5 separate regions of the Mus musculus genome follow, and all the other regions are linked to region 3. Evidence: chromatin contacts called from public Hi-C data. All regions are on one chromosome and are shown on one strand. The core of a region is the stretch at or near the end of the contact, and the rest is flanking DNA. Distances in the headings are between cores, read along the strand shown. Region 1 has its middle 100 kb from the start of Gm41333. Region 2 has its middle 270 kb from the start of Gm41333. Region 3 has its middle 51 kb from the start of Gm30113. Region 4 has its middle 200 kb from the start of Gm41333. Region 5 has its middle 44 kb from the start of Gm41335.

Region 1 (2,899 bases), core at 308-2,807, 330 kb after region 3:
AAAGGGGAGATAGAATTGAACAAGCCAGAGTGGTCAAGGACACCACAGAAGATCTATATACTCAATTAAACTGAGCCAATGGCGGCTCACAGAGACTGAACCACTAACCAGGGAACATGCAGGGACTGAACATAGGCCCCCTATGCGTTTGTAGCAGATGTGTAACTTGGTCTTCATGTGGTCCCCCAACAATTGAAACAGAAGCTATCTCTGACTTTGTTGCCTGCCACTGTATCCCACTCCCCTAAATGGTCTGCCTGACTGGGCTTCAGTGAGAGAGAATATGCTTAGTTCCTCATGGGACTGGATGTCCCAGGGCAGGGAAGTACCCAAAGGTGGCTTCCCCTTCTCTAAGAAGAAGGGGGGGGGGGGGGTAAAGAGGAGAGAAATTTCTAAGAGCAGGACTGGGAGGAAACAGGGGACAGGCTAGGATTGGGATGTACAGTGAACAGATAAATTAATGGGAAAAAAACAGAACTGAAGCACTTCATTGTGGATCCAAAGGAAAGAAGGGTCAGTTGTAGTTAGAGGAGTGGGCCTGATGGGTGTTCCAAGAAGGTTCCTTATATAAGATGAGCATACAGAAGTTTGCCAGAGAAAATATAGCAGAGAGGACATTTCAGGCAGGGATAAACCTTGTGTGACAGGACTGAAAGATTCCAAGCAGCACAGAGTCCTGATGCTAATTACACTCAAAGAGGATGCATCGCAAAGAAAAGACAGGACTAGGGAAGCTCAGGACAGAAAATAATGAGTTGATTTGAACTCTTATTCGTTTATCAACATTGAGCTGTGTGGTTGGGACAGGAGCAAAACTGATTTGGGGGACAGGAAAAGCAATTGAAAAGTGTGTGTGGGGGAGCAGTTTAATAATTCAGTAAATATAGATTAGCTCATTTGCTGCAGATCCTCCACCAAGCTAAAGTGCAAAATAAGCCTGGTCCCACATGCTTAGATCCCCTTCCTCAAGGAGGGATGACTGAGAGTAAACAAGCATAGTAATAAACATAATTTAAATGAAGGGGTTTAGGGAGGAGGTGTTGCTGGCCTTTAAAACCATTCGGTGCAAGAGCTAAGCGTATCTGCAGTAAGTCAGAAGTGAGATACATTGTTTTCTCATAGATAATTGAGTGTCCAAAGAATCTAGTGATTCAGACAGTATCGGTCACAATTTACTGGGGCAGGCAGGAAGGAGAAGGGTAGAGAGCCAACACTTTTGCTTCATGTGAAATCACCCAGTGAAGAAGAGCGTCAGGATGAAAGGCAGAACGAACGGGAGATTCCCAAAAGATGTCTTTGCTCACTCGTCATGCCAGCTACTTGCCCTTTACCTGGAAGACTCGGGTTTCATCAAAGAGTGTTTTAGCCTTTCATCCCCTTCTCTCCCAGGCTAAACTGGTTTGTTGAACTTTATTGGCCTGAGCTGTGCAGCGGGGTGACATTACAGCAGGGATGGAAACTTGCTCTTCCTTGCATCAGAAAAGCACAGCACATCTTGGCAATGAGCTGTCTGTGTGGACGGTGACTCAGCTCCAGCATCTCTCAGTGATGCTTTAAAACAGGGGCAGGGTAGCTTTAACAAGGTCTCAAGCCAGTCACCCTTCAGCAAGCTACTGAGCACAAGGAAGCAGTTGAGCTGACAATGCTGGCTCTCTCCGAAGTGAAAGAGCACAGCCCATCCATGGAGTGAAAAAGCAGGACCTGCAGGTCCGGGCAACACTTGATATGCTGGTCAAGAGCAGTGTGAGCAGCATTTGTGCCTCTCACCTGGACAGTGGCCCTGAGAGCAGGCATGTGACTGGCTGACTCACTCTACCCCAGCACAAACCAACCAGGAGGCAATGCTTGTGAGCTGAGAAGACAGAGGGTTTGTGAACTGCAATGAGTTTTACCATTGCCTCCTGTGGAAACAAATGGGCTTGAGAGCCAACTGATTAACTCAATAGTTCAGTCCAGTTCCTCAGCAGCCACATAGACAGAACCTATCTGCATCTATGTTCAGAAAATCAAGGCAGGGGTAAGAAGATAGTCTTGCTTGTCAGAGGTCCTTTTCTATGAACCTAGTATGTGGCTGATGTCATCTGGTATATTGCTCGTGACTTACACGTGATTGTGACATCTCACCCATAAGGTGTTTGTATGAATCATGAAATAATAGGTGGAGAGCTCAGCACTACAGACCTGTTATTGTTATAATTGTTATTACTGTAAGTTTTATCTCCTATTACATAGGTCAAAGCCTGTAGGTAGGGAACGTTTGGCAGGGCTGTAACCTAGCTCTGTCCAGTCCCCCAGTTCTTGGCCTCAATCAAGTGAAAACACTGCTTTCTTGTCTCTCCCCTTTTCTCCAGAGGTTGGATGAAATCTCTGGAGAAATGAATACAAAAGGAAAAAAAAAACAATAATTTAGTCCAGTGATTCTTAAAATGTTAATGAATTAAAATAATGCATCCATAAGAAAATATTTTATAAATACTCAAGAAATATTTATATAGCCTTCATCTTACTTTTATGGGAACTTATTTTAAAAACAGACGTACCTTTTTTTTCCTGCTCAATTTGGAATATCCCAAATACATGCAGAACTCACTGCCATGCCAGTGCAGGTAACAAGCATCAATAACACACTAAGTTCTGTTGATGTATGCTAGGTTTCAGATACAACCGCCAGCCTCTTGCATGCACTGTCTCTTTAGCACTTAGAATAATTCCTTGTGACAGGAATTATTAATCCAGTTGTACAGAGATACAGGAGCTCAGCCACATCTGGTAATTTGGCCAAAATTACATAACTGAAAAGAAGAATAGAGCTAAGAAGCAAGCTCAGGGCTGAGTGAGACACATACCTCCTCGACCACTCGAGCTGGTTCCTGGATGGTTGCTCTTGAACTCTCTGCAT
Region 2 (2,824 bases), core at 38-2,537, 500 kb after region 3:
TTTGGGAGTAAATCAGTATCTTCATTCACTAGTAAAGGATAAAGCACTCATGTGCCTCGTTAACAGCTTCAGACCGGTCAGTTCACGTGCGTTATGACTCAGCATCTGAACCTGACCCTCATAGTCAATGGTCTATTAAACTTTCCTGAGTCCCTGCTAAGTGCCAAACTTCCTATGAGACATAGACATCCACATGTGCACATGTGTGTCTTGCAAATAGCCTATTCGTAAACTCTGGAAAGATAAGCTCTCCATTTTCAAGGAAGGAAGCCAAGGCTTGATATCTCCCAAACTGGCTTAGCTACTAAAGGAGGGAGTTACCAATTGAAACTCTACTATTCTTTCTCCCTCTTTCAGAACCAAGTTACACTGCCACATCAAGTCACCATCATGAAAGCACCCAAGAAAAAGTCCCCAGTAGAGTTCAGGGACCAATGATGTCCTCAGTACTGACAACACAGCCAGGAGAAACTATATGCTTCTCACATTCTGGTTTAGATTTATCTAAGTATCTAACTACATAGTGGATGATTTATTTCAGAATTTCACAGTGTCTAGTTTGTTTTTCATAAAGCCACTTGGAAAATGGCTTACTTTAAAAATATTATTTTTGTCAAGAAAAAAAAATATTTGCTTCCTGCTTACCCACTATTTGGGGTGTTATGCTCAGGTCTCTTGGCAGAAAGAATACTCCAGCATGATCCTTGCCCTTGAAAAGCTGACACTCAGGCCAGGCGGTGGTGGTGCATGTCTTTAATCCCAGCACTTCGGAGGCAGAGGCAGGCAGATATCTGAGTTTGAGGTCAGCTTGGTCTACAAAGTGAGTTCTAGGACAGACAGGACTGTACAGAGGAACCCTGTCTCAAACAAAACAAAACAAAACAAAACAAAACAAAACAAAACAAAAAAACACAAAAGAAAAAAGAAAAAAAGAAAAGAAAAGAAAACCTGACACTCTATTGGATAGAGCAGGGCACAGGGCAAAAGATTACACAATCACAGGTCAGAGGACTGCCACAAAGGAGAAGTCCAGAATGAAATATGTGGGCGTATCAGGGTATATCTCAAGGTCGGGGGTCAAGGAGCCCATTACTGATAAAAAGATACTTAAGAGCAAGCATAAGGATGAGGAAAAGGAAGCATAAGGATTAGCAACTGAAGGGGTGGGTATTCATTCCCAAGGGATGAAACAGCACTTGTGACTTCCCCAAGATAGGAAGAAACGCCACAGCATTTGAGGAACAGAAAGAAGGCTAGTATGGCTGAAGCATAGTGAAATGGAAAGGAAATGAGAGGCAGGGCAACGGGAGGATGGCATGGTGTTAAAAAGGAGGAGCCTGGGTTGGCTCAACACTCTCCTGTCCAAATACAGCCCAAGGCTCACTCTGGCATCTGATATGTACCAAAGCTAACTTGGAACCAGTAAAAGTTTACTTAATTGAATTGTCTCAGTTGTCTTCTGATAACTTCTTTCTCTTCCCCAAAATCATCTTATTTTCTAAGGAGCAGAGAAGTGGAGAGTGGGAATCTATCTCCTTCCAAACTGGATGGATTGCTTAGACCTCTGTGTATTTGTGCCTAGAAGAAAATATACTGACCAAAAAAAAAAAAAAGAAAACCAACTAACTTCATTCTCTCTCTCTCTCTCTCTCTCTCTCTCTCTCTCTCTCTCTCTCTCTCTCTCTCTCTCTCTCTCGGAGAATACAAGTTAAGAAGTCTCATTTATGGATGAGACGTAATGGGTCTGGACCTAACATTTATCAGCTATGCTTCACCGTCTTTCCTCTCTGAAACAAGAAGGGTACATCAATCATGCACAGGTAGCTGATTGCTGTAACAAACATCATAAAAGCAAATCACTTGCTACTATAATGTCTGAAGTTTCTATTCCTAAATTGGTGGCTAGCTTTTGTCCACACAGTGAATAGGGAATTTCCTTTCCTCCCAAGTCTATGCTCATCAGACTGGCAGAACAACACAAATGCCAGCCCAGGCTACTATACCCAGCAAAATTCTCGATTACCATAGATGGAGAAACCAAAGTATTCCATGACAAAACCAAACTCACACAATGTCTTTCGACAAATCCAGCCTTTCAAAGGCAGATCACATAAAAGCAAACAGAAGTATGTATAGCCTGGGTTTGAAAGTGAAAATAGCTTTTCCCTTAGAGTTGATTCCACAATCACACCTAAGTACAAGGATGTCTATAGAGTGCCTGTGAAGAAGAAGGAGGAGGAGGAGGAGGAGGAGGAGGAGGAGGAGGAGGAGGAGGAGGAGGAGGAGGAGGAAGAAGAAGAAGAAGAAGAAGAAGAAGAAGAAGAAGAAGAAGAAGAAGAAGAAGAAGAAGAAGAAGAAGAAGAAGAAGAAGAAGAAGAAACAACCATAAGTGGCTAATCAGCCATCTTGAATACTACACAAAAATAATAGAAAGACATTGCCAGTAAATCAGCTTGCTTTCCCTTTACAAAACCTTATCCTCTCAGTACAGGAATGGCAATGGCAATGGATAAGACAGCATCTTCCAGCCCATCTAGAAATTCCTGCAAGCATTATAGGACGCTTGCTCCTCTACCAACAGTCACCTAATCATTCAGTCTGTTTATCTTCCTTCCTGAAAGTATCTAAAAATCCTTCCATTATTATGGTTATTGTCACTGTCATCTATTTTCTCTCATCTGAGCCACTCAAGTGTGTTTACATTGCCTACAACCACAGTGGCTCCCTTCCATCAGTCTTCACCTCCTTCCTCACCTCCACCTCCAGACTACCCTCCCTAGAGCTTCCATTGGTTGGCTCTTCCCAACAGATGCCCAATTCAGTG
Region 3 (2,700 bases), core at 192-2,691:
GACAACATAAGCATTAAGTGAGATGACAGTGATACAATAATTGTTCTCAAGTGGGTGTCTGCTCTGTGATAACCTACAACTTGCTTTTTTCTTAGTGATAAATGCTGTAAATGTTACAAGCCAAGGCCACAGACAACCCTAGAATTTCTTTCCCTCTCCATCATGACCACTTTCCCACTGGAAGTACTATTTCTATCCAGGAAAAAAATAATCTAGCTTCAGAGATCAGACATTCGTGTTTCCTGATTGTGGGTGGACTTCCAGGGGCAAAGGGTCAGCCTGTTTTACTGTCTCCACTGCCCTTTCTCATGTTCATTCAGTTTCTCAATCATGGGAATCCTTTTTTCTCCCTTCTATAGACTGAGTTCCACTTGTTATGGCTTTAAGGTTGCAAACATATGTAGCTGTCATAGTCCAGATTTTCAACTGTGGCTCAGTCTGTTGTCTTGTACTCTATTTTTACATGTCTTCTTTATGCTTCCTACATGTTAATTGCCTTCTTCACAAAATGGGATTAGAACATGTATTTTGCATTATAATGGCAACGCACACGAAATGCTTCATGCATAAGACACAATGTAGGATTATAATCTGAAATAAAATTGATGCCGAGCTAGGTTCTTTAGCTTTGTAAATCTTTTATCACTAGCATGCTGATTGATTCATAAAAATATTTTGTCAGGTTATTTTTTCCTTAAGCAATAAAACATTCTTCAGGATGATTACATCAATAATCCTGTATCAGTGAACTATTAGTGTAGGCAAATGATGATGATGTAGAGGAAGAGGAGGACTAGAAGGAGAAGGAAGAAGAGGAGAAGGGAAGAGAAGGAGGCTGTTTATCAGATGTAGGCTTTAGTGAGCTCCACCTTGAAGAAACTGTGTTCCCCTGTGCAGTTTTAACCCTGACCTTGCAGACTTAAGTCATCGTCTCTGCATTCGGGTACAGGTGTGTCATACACGTGTCCTTCCTGTCATAACGTAAGAAATTAATATGTGTGAGCTCCCTTTCCCTCACGACATGGTCTTTTGAAAACAATTCATTTGTACTCATCATTCTGTGGGATGTGTGCTCTTTTAAGCAATGTTGGTGGATGAAAGGCGCCTCAGATGGGATTCCTAATACAATGCACGGCCTAAAGCACGGATATCCCACCACCCCCACCATCCTGCTTCTCCCTATAATCCCAGATTTGTTTCTCATTTAGAAAAAATCGCTTCAACATTCAAAAGGAAACGGGGTCTTCCGAGGGAAGTCAAGTCTCTTTATACTTTGCCAGAAAACTTTCCCACAAAGAGGAAATTCTACAAATACTCAGATGACATCATTGAGAAAAGGCTCTTGTTCCCCCAGGGTCCAGCCTCCCTGGAAGATGACAAGGGTTAGGAATAGACAAACCTTGGCCACTTGTCGGATTTGGCAAGAGGCAGTCAACAGCTGGTCCAGCGGGTTAATTAGCCCTGCTCTCTGCTCCCGTCCAGCCTTTACTGGCAAAGGCAGAGGCAAGACGCTCTGGCCCACTTGCTTTTCTCTTTCTATTAACAAAGCCCAGTGCCATCGGATTACCTTGGCCTCCAGCCAGGCCTGCGTGCCCTTTGCCTGCCTGTGAGTTGCCATGGCGATGGTGATGTGCCTTTTGCCAACGAAGCAGCTGGCAGATGGGTAGCAGATTACCTGCCAAGCAGATTTACTAGCTCCAAAGTGCAGACCTCTCTTGAACAAGTGAAAGGGGTGGGGGCGGGGTGGGGTTTGTTTTCCACTCTCAGGAAATAAGAAGGGAGCATTTTCTACACCTTTTACCCCATTGGTTCTATTTTAATTTTCAAACAAAAGATGATTATTTGTCATCTGTCCAGATGCCCATCTGCTAAGTACATAGGCCTATCTGGTGTATTTTTTTTTAAGACAGTCAATAAACAATTTATTCTTTGCCTTTTCTGTAACACACATGCCACCGCCCTCAGCATCCTGAGTCAGGATGCAACGCTTTTTCAGGGATGATAGCTCCCAGGAAGTGAAAGCAATTACCATCTAGACAGAAAGGAGTGCCCACAGCAACAGAACTGTGAAAACTTGGAAACGGAAGAGTGTTGGTTGTACTTCCCAAGGAGGATATATCCAGGAAGTCTGGCTTCCTGAACTTTAGGGTGTCTGCTTGCATCTCAAATAATGATTAAGGATTAATTGTGTCCAGTTAGCTTTTATCCATGTTCAGCATAGTTTTAACTTTCAAAGACACACACACTATTGAGGCTGCCATCCCAAATTCAGAGGAAGGAGTACAGTGGGTGGCAAGGGTGTAGAATAGCATGAATCTAAGATCTATGTCTGGGAAAGAGTCAGAAGAAGTAAACTGGTAAGTTTCTGTGCTTCTTCCAGTCTTCCTGGGTGTGCTAGAGGGATACACTTCCCAGATGATTGGACACTAGTAAAGGTTATGTCATTAATCATCAGAGGAAGGCAAATCAAAACCACCAGGAGTTGTTTCCTCGACCCAGTCAAGAATGGCCATTACGAAAAAGACCAAAGATAACTAGTGCTGTGTGTAGAGAAAAGGAAACCCTTGCACACTGCTGGTGGGAATGCAAATCAGTCCAGCCATATGGAAAACAGTATGGAGGTTCCTCGAAAAAATTAAAAATAGAACCACCATATGATCTAGCAATACTAGCTCTGGGTACATATCCAAAAGAAATTAA
Region 4 (2,805 bases), core at 99-2,598, 440 kb after region 3:
ACAAGCTTAGACTAGCCTGGTGAAGATCAGGATAAATCCCTGCTGAAGCTATCCAGTGCCCAGCATCCCTTAGTTCCACCAGCTGGCAACTGAAAAAAAAAAAAAAAAAAAAAAAAAAAGAACAGACAAGACCAGCCAAACCCAGCCCAGGATTATCAGAACTGTCCAGCTCCTCTGTCGACTCAAGAAAAATAATAATTACTTTTTAAGCACCAGTGTTGTTGTGGTTTGTTATGAAATAATAGTTAGCTGATAAGGTATGGCTAAAATTTCCCCAGGGAACTTCCAGGTTCTAGCTTCTCATGGCCGATGAATCGCGATCCTGTATTTCAAGGTGTTGTAGGCTAGATTGTAAAAAGAAAATGCACACCAACCCTGTGGTCATCCAACACAAGTACTTTAAAAAGACATTGAAGACCAAGATATATCCTTGCTGGTAGGGAAGACAGAAGTTGGTTCTTCATATTTCCGAAGGCCTTTTCCATTTACTCCCGCACTTCCCCTCTTGAAATAAGAAATGAAGATTCAGAAAGGGCAATTCATTTTCCAAGTGCTTACCTGGAACCAGAGCAGAAGAAGAGGTGTTTGGATTTTAAAGGAATCGGCAGCCTATCTAGCATCCGAACTCACAGTTCTAATCCCAGTCCTTTCTATATCCAGGACATCAACTTGAAATTGAAGGGAGGACCCATGTTCAAGGAAAGAAAAGGAAAAATTCCATCTTTGTATTTAAAGTCTTACTTTACACTGAACTCTGAACTCAGCTCTAAATTCCAGTGCTGAGTTCAGTGCATCCGTCACCTTAACAGAGTTGTAGAAGGCTTAGTGGTACAAGGATTACAGCGCCTTGTGCTCATGGGTTCCTTTCTGCGGCTCAGCTCTGTACACTGCTGTGTCACTGACCTACTCAGAAACTCAGGTTTCAGCATAACAGATAAAATAGTCTCCAACAATCCCACTTCTAAGAGCTTCCCAGCTCAAGGTCTGAGAAACAAGTCTCTGAATGTCCAGGTTGATTCCTTATCTTGGACCTTACTGGGATCAGATTTTATACAGATTTTTGAGCTAAAGACCATGTCCTTCAGAGTGGGCACTCAGATTGGCTTTCTTTCTATTGAACAAAATAGTCATCTTCACATAGTCAGCATAATTAACCAGTATGTTTGAATGAGGGAATGAGGGAGCCTTGGTTGACAATGATTCAACTCCATCTACTCTGCTAAGGGACAAGACAAACCAGTAACACACACACACACACACACACACACACACACACCAGCTCCACCCCCTACATTCCATAGGCTGACTGTCATCTAACCAATAACCCTTCCTGGGAAGCAAGACATGGCCTGCAATTCCAGAGGCATGTGTACCCTGAGCATATAATTAAATCAGAGGCAAGGAGAGCTGGTGAAGCAGGGAGACAGGCACAGACTCTTCAATCTAGGAATGTTCACAGACCCTGTCATTACATCCTCCGCATGCTAATCTATCCCACTGGGACTCTATAAACTCGGTGACTCTAACTGTCCTGGTTGAAAAGTGCATTCGTCCTCTTCTACACTGTGGCTTTGCTCCTCCTCCTCCTTTCACTAAAAAAAAAAAAAAAAAAAATCTTTTCAAATCTTCACCAAGTGGATGATGCAGAGCACTGGAGGCAGTGTGGATCTGGGTGAAATTTATAAGAAATTGCTATCCTGCCTTCTCACCATGTGATCTGTGACTGACTACTTAACCTCTCTGAGTCCAGGTACTTAGATCTGTCAATGTCAGTAATAAAATCTGCCTCCTGTGGTCACTGACAGGATTACATGTCATTAAGAGCATGGCACTGGGAATATGGCAAGGTTTGACAAATATTCGTTCTTATCCCCTTTATAGACATGAAATATTCTGATTTCATTTCTCAAAGTCCAAGACAGAAATCGCCTTTAGAAATGGTAGTCTTAAAGTTTAAGCATAATCAGATAGTTCCCGAATTCTCTGGGTCACTCACTTCTTGTTAATTCAATTACTTATCTACTGAGCTTCTAATATCTGCCAAGTCCCCTCCTACTGCTGAGACACAGCAAGGAGTAAGAGGAGGTCCTTTGGCATAAAGAGTCAGTCTAGGGCTCGATAGCATTATCTGATAAGCAAAGCATCTAACTGCAACTGTATTTTAGCTACAGAGCAAGCGTTGCCACTGTTCTTGAATTGTTATGAAAATTCTGGACATGTACATGACATCTCTTTAAATAAACTATCAAGTCTATTGAAAGACATTATATTACCTAATAAGTCCTAAAATACTCCCTTTTTTGTGTGTGATTAAGGAGAAATCACTGAAGGGTAGAAAAGAAAGTGGTCTTTCCATTTTCCCTGTATTTGGCAACCTTTCTTGGAACCCACACTTATGGGTGCTCATGTTCTAGTGCTCGTTCTTCTGCTGAGATAGACACAGCATCATGGGGGCTATTCAAGCAAACTATAGGTCTTTCTTCCCAACTAAGTTTGTGTTGTCTGCAAAGTAGACATTGTAGCACCTTCTCATATGAACCTGATTTTCCCATGATGCCTTCAAAAGCAAGGATGACTTTTTATTGATAATTAATGACTCTGCATTTGGAAACTTCTGACCCCATAGTACATGATCAATAAATGGTAACAACTTTTAAAAAGCACATGCCTCTTACTCCTCTCAAATCTGGGGTTGAATGAACTATTGTGGTGTGTGCTGAGCTCAGATGGTCTGGGTACATTAGCTTCTGATGCATCATGATGCCAACTGGAAACTGGGGCATCTAGGGCATCTCAGTTAGAATG
Region 5 (2,915 bases), core at 285-2,784, 500 kb before region 3:
AATTATCCAACTATTTTGAACAGAAGCCTGATGTGTGTGTGTGTGTGTGTGTGTGTGTGTGTGTGTACACGCATTCGCATAAATGCACATATGTGCACACATGCCAATATTTGACATAGGATGTAAGTGAGTCCTTAGGCTTAGCTAGATAGCTCAGTCTTGTTCAGAGGCAAGAGAACTTAATGAAATTTCTGTCATTTGCAGCTCTCAAGATATTCATAGCTTTCTATTGATATATGACAAAATTTGCGGCTTAAAACAATACCTAATAATTAATTCTCACGTTTCAGCTCAGAAGTGTACTGTGTCATACATGTCTCAGTTTGCACAGAGCACCACGGTTTTGACATTGAGATGCATTCAAAAGATCCTGTCCCAAACCCATTCTGTTGGAAACATTTCATTTCATTGTAAGATCTAGTCATTATAGGACTGCTAACTAGCTCTTGTTTTCCTGCAGGTCTTCAGCTTCTGTGGACTTCTTTGTTCCTTGTTCTGTATCTATTTTCAGTTCCGAACAAGCATCAGTATGTCAGAACATGTTTTCACTCTCTGACTTTCTTTTCAGATGTCAGCTCCAGGAAACTCTGTGCTTACACAAGGTACAATTGTTTATATTGGGGTCATCTTCCCAGTATCCATGGAAATCGCTCATCAGTGGTACTTGTGTTAGTATTTGACTGCATCAGTGATAAGAAACGTTGCACAGAGGCTAGGAGTCATAGAGATATTTTAAAATCTGCCTGCTGTATTGGCACCTTACAGAAAAATGAAAACAAGTCAAAACAAATGATCAGATAAGTTACCAATTTTGGTGATAGGAGCTGGGTGGTAGGTAGGACATGTACTTTCTTTTATCATCACTGGACGGTCTGTGTTGCCAAACTTGCTATATAGTAGATTAATTAATATAAATGTGAGACAACTATTTGGTTTTTGCTTCAGAACTCATGACTCTTGATCACACAGCCTCCTATAGTGGTGGTTCTCAACCTGTGGTCGTGACCCTCACAGGGCAGATATCTTGAATGTTACATATTTTCATTATGATTCATAGCAAACTTATAGTTATGAAGTAGCAATAAAATAATTTTATAGTTGGGGATCATGAGAACACTGTAAGGAGCTGCATTAAAAGGTTGCAGCATTAGAAAGGTTGAGAATCACTGCTTCAGAGTCTTGGTCACAGTCCTTGATTCATGGCTGCCATTTTCTTCATTGATTTCCAGTTTTGTTATCATGATTAAAATAATAATTATCATTCATTGAACTTTTTCTGTAGCATGTCATAGGTATCTTAGGCTGCTTATTCTTTTAACAACTGTGATCTAATTATTAGTATGTCTAATACATCACTATGCTCATAACCATTTGGGATATGAGTATCCAATACTCTGCTTGTCTGATTCGTAAAGTTTAGTGTTAATATTATATCTGTGTCTTTGGGGAATGTGATAAACCAGGTATAGTCAGAGGGTTGTCTTGGGATGCTTAGAGTTAGTACTCACATCTCTCACTTCCGGCCTTCTCTTTCTAGCATCAGGCAGTGACTAACACCATGCCCTCCCTCCCTTATGAGAAACAGTCCTGGGGGTGAACAACACATTCCATGTCTATTTCCTCCGGCATTAGGAACTAATTGTGAACTAAGTGACCAAACCATCCTAATAGAATTGGCTTCTAAACAGCAAATTGTAAACTTGCATGAATCGGGATCATGTGTCCTCTAAGCCCCTTCCCTTTCTCTTTTAATTGAGTTTCACTCCAGCATTATCTGTTGAAGGGAACAATGGGATGCCCTGTTTTGAGAGTGAGTCAGGCCCAGCTGCTATGAAAATAATATGTTTGAGAAAATGGACTTGACATTTGATGGCCTTATGACTCTTCTGACAGGATATAATCAACTCATTAGGGAGAAACAGAAGCCCTTGTTGTACAACCACGTTATTCTGAGCATGACAGAACTCCTAAGCTGGTGGGTGAGTGTTCAAGGCACATTGGGACTTCGTCTTCTGTGGCCAGCAAGCAGTGTGGCTGCTTTTACTGTCTCTTTCTCTGGCCACTGCCCTCCAGCTGATGAAAGGGAAATGTTACTTTCTAAAGCCCACAGTTCCTTTGTTTGTTTTCTGCTGTTTCACCCCAGAAGACTGAATTTATGAAAAGAACTTGGTTTTTCAGGGATGCTCTCAGCCTTTCTTCCACTCAGACACAGCGGGGGCAGCTCTCCTGGGAGGGTGATTGGAAGCAGGAAGTAGCAGTTGGGATTCCTGATTCCAGTTCCCAGGCCCACCCCTAGTTTTCTGTGGGACTCTCAAGGGTTCATGGTAGACTCTTTGCTTAGTCTCCCACCATAAAACTTCAACCTCCACTGCTTGCTGATTTTGCCTGAGTTTTTGCCTCAGCAGGAATATGAAGGGAAGGAAAGTCAGATTTCCACATGGGAGTAATAGTCACTTTTAGGTATCACAAGCATCAGACAGATAATTCCTGGCATAGTCCTTGGCATGTCTCTTAGGCTTTTTACTAGATTTATTGCCTGGAAGTTGTGGTTCCTTTAAGTTCTCTATTTGATCATTAAATATGTACTAGACATTTTGTTTCTTAAAAATACTTTTAAGTGCAATCGTTTTAAATATCAAATCGAGTCATTACACCAATGATGATGTGTCTGTGTGTGTCAGGAATTCTGGTTTGCAACACTCATTCTTAAGAATGTTCTCAATTATTTCGATTCACTATATTGTAACTTCCACCAGAAAAAAAGACAGTGTCTCTTTCCCACCACGGAGCCTCAAGCATCTTTAACAGGGTCTTTCTCAGCCTTTCTTGCAGGTGTGAAAATGATTGAATGAAGTAATTGACTAATTTTATTTTATTTTTTAGAATTTATTTTATTACATGTGTGAGTGTTTTTT

What was found. Hi-C and Micro-C count contacts between places; a contact is called where the count stands out from the background.
Region 1: a Hi-C map of the N1E-115 cell line shows a contact between it and region 3, with 5 times the contacts expected there. The contact joins two enhancer-like sites. A contact is called at or near these places in 4 of 484 Hi-C or Micro-C datasets (the N1E-115 cell line, cerebellar granule neurons, neural progenitor cells and 1 more).
Region 2: a Hi-C map of the N1E-115 cell line shows a contact between it and region 3, with 5 times the contacts expected there. The contact joins two enhancer-like sites. A contact is called at or near these places in 1 of 484 Hi-C or Micro-C datasets (the N1E-115 cell line) and 1 of 115 datasets of contacts at active chromatin or transcription factors (astrocytes).
Region 4: a Hi-C map of the N1E-115 cell line shows a contact between it and region 3, with 4 times the contacts expected there. The contact joins two enhancer-like sites. A contact is called at or near these places in 1 of 484 Hi-C or Micro-C datasets (the N1E-115 cell line) and 1 of 9 other capture datasets (embryonic stem cells).
Region 5: a Hi-C map of the N1E-115 cell line shows a contact between it and region 3, with 5 times the contacts expected there. The contact joins two enhancer-like sites.

The regions. Positions count from the first base shown.
Region 1 is chr15:62,568,184-62,571,082 of GRCm38.p6, reverse strand. No RefSeq gene overlaps it. Among named protein-coding and RNA genes, the nearest start is that of Gm41333, 100 kb to the left of the region's middle. Within about 2 kb of position 1,557, at least 71 of the 459 cell types and tissues checked have an H3K27ac peak or open chromatin away from gene starts, as enhancers often do. A contact at or near this core is called in the N1E-115 cell line, where this site is marked.
Region 2 is chr15:62,399,609-62,402,432 of GRCm38.p6, reverse strand. No RefSeq gene overlaps it. Among named protein-coding and RNA genes, the nearest start is that of Gm41333, 270 kb to the left of the region's middle. Within about 2 kb of position 1,287, at least 23 of the 459 cell types and tissues checked have an H3K27ac peak or open chromatin away from gene starts, as enhancers often do. A contact at or near this core is called in the N1E-115 cell line, where this site is marked.
Region 3 is chr15:62,902,067-62,904,766 of GRCm38.p6, reverse strand. No RefSeq gene overlaps it. Among named protein-coding and RNA genes, the nearest start is that of Gm30113, 51 kb to the left of the region's middle. RefSeq lists an enhancer at 867-2,073. Within about 2 kb of position 1,441, at least 78 of the 459 cell types and tissues checked have an H3K27ac peak or open chromatin away from gene starts, as enhancers often do. A contact at or near this core is called in the N1E-115 cell line, where this site is marked.
Region 4 is chr15:62,464,199-62,467,003 of GRCm38.p6, reverse strand. No RefSeq gene overlaps it. Among named protein-coding and RNA genes, the nearest start is that of Gm41333, 200 kb to the left of the region's middle. Within about 2 kb of position 1,348, at least 25 of the 459 cell types and tissues checked have an H3K27ac peak or open chromatin away from gene starts, as enhancers often do. A contact at or near this core is called in the N1E-115 cell line, where this site is marked.
Region 5 is chr15:63,399,515-63,402,429 of GRCm38.p6, reverse strand. No RefSeq gene overlaps it. Among named protein-coding and RNA genes, the nearest start is that of Gm41335, 44 kb to the right of the region's middle. Within about 2 kb of position 1,534, at least 29 of the 459 cell types and tissues checked have an H3K27ac peak or open chromatin away from gene starts, as enhancers often do. A contact at or near this core is called in the N1E-115 cell line, where this site is marked.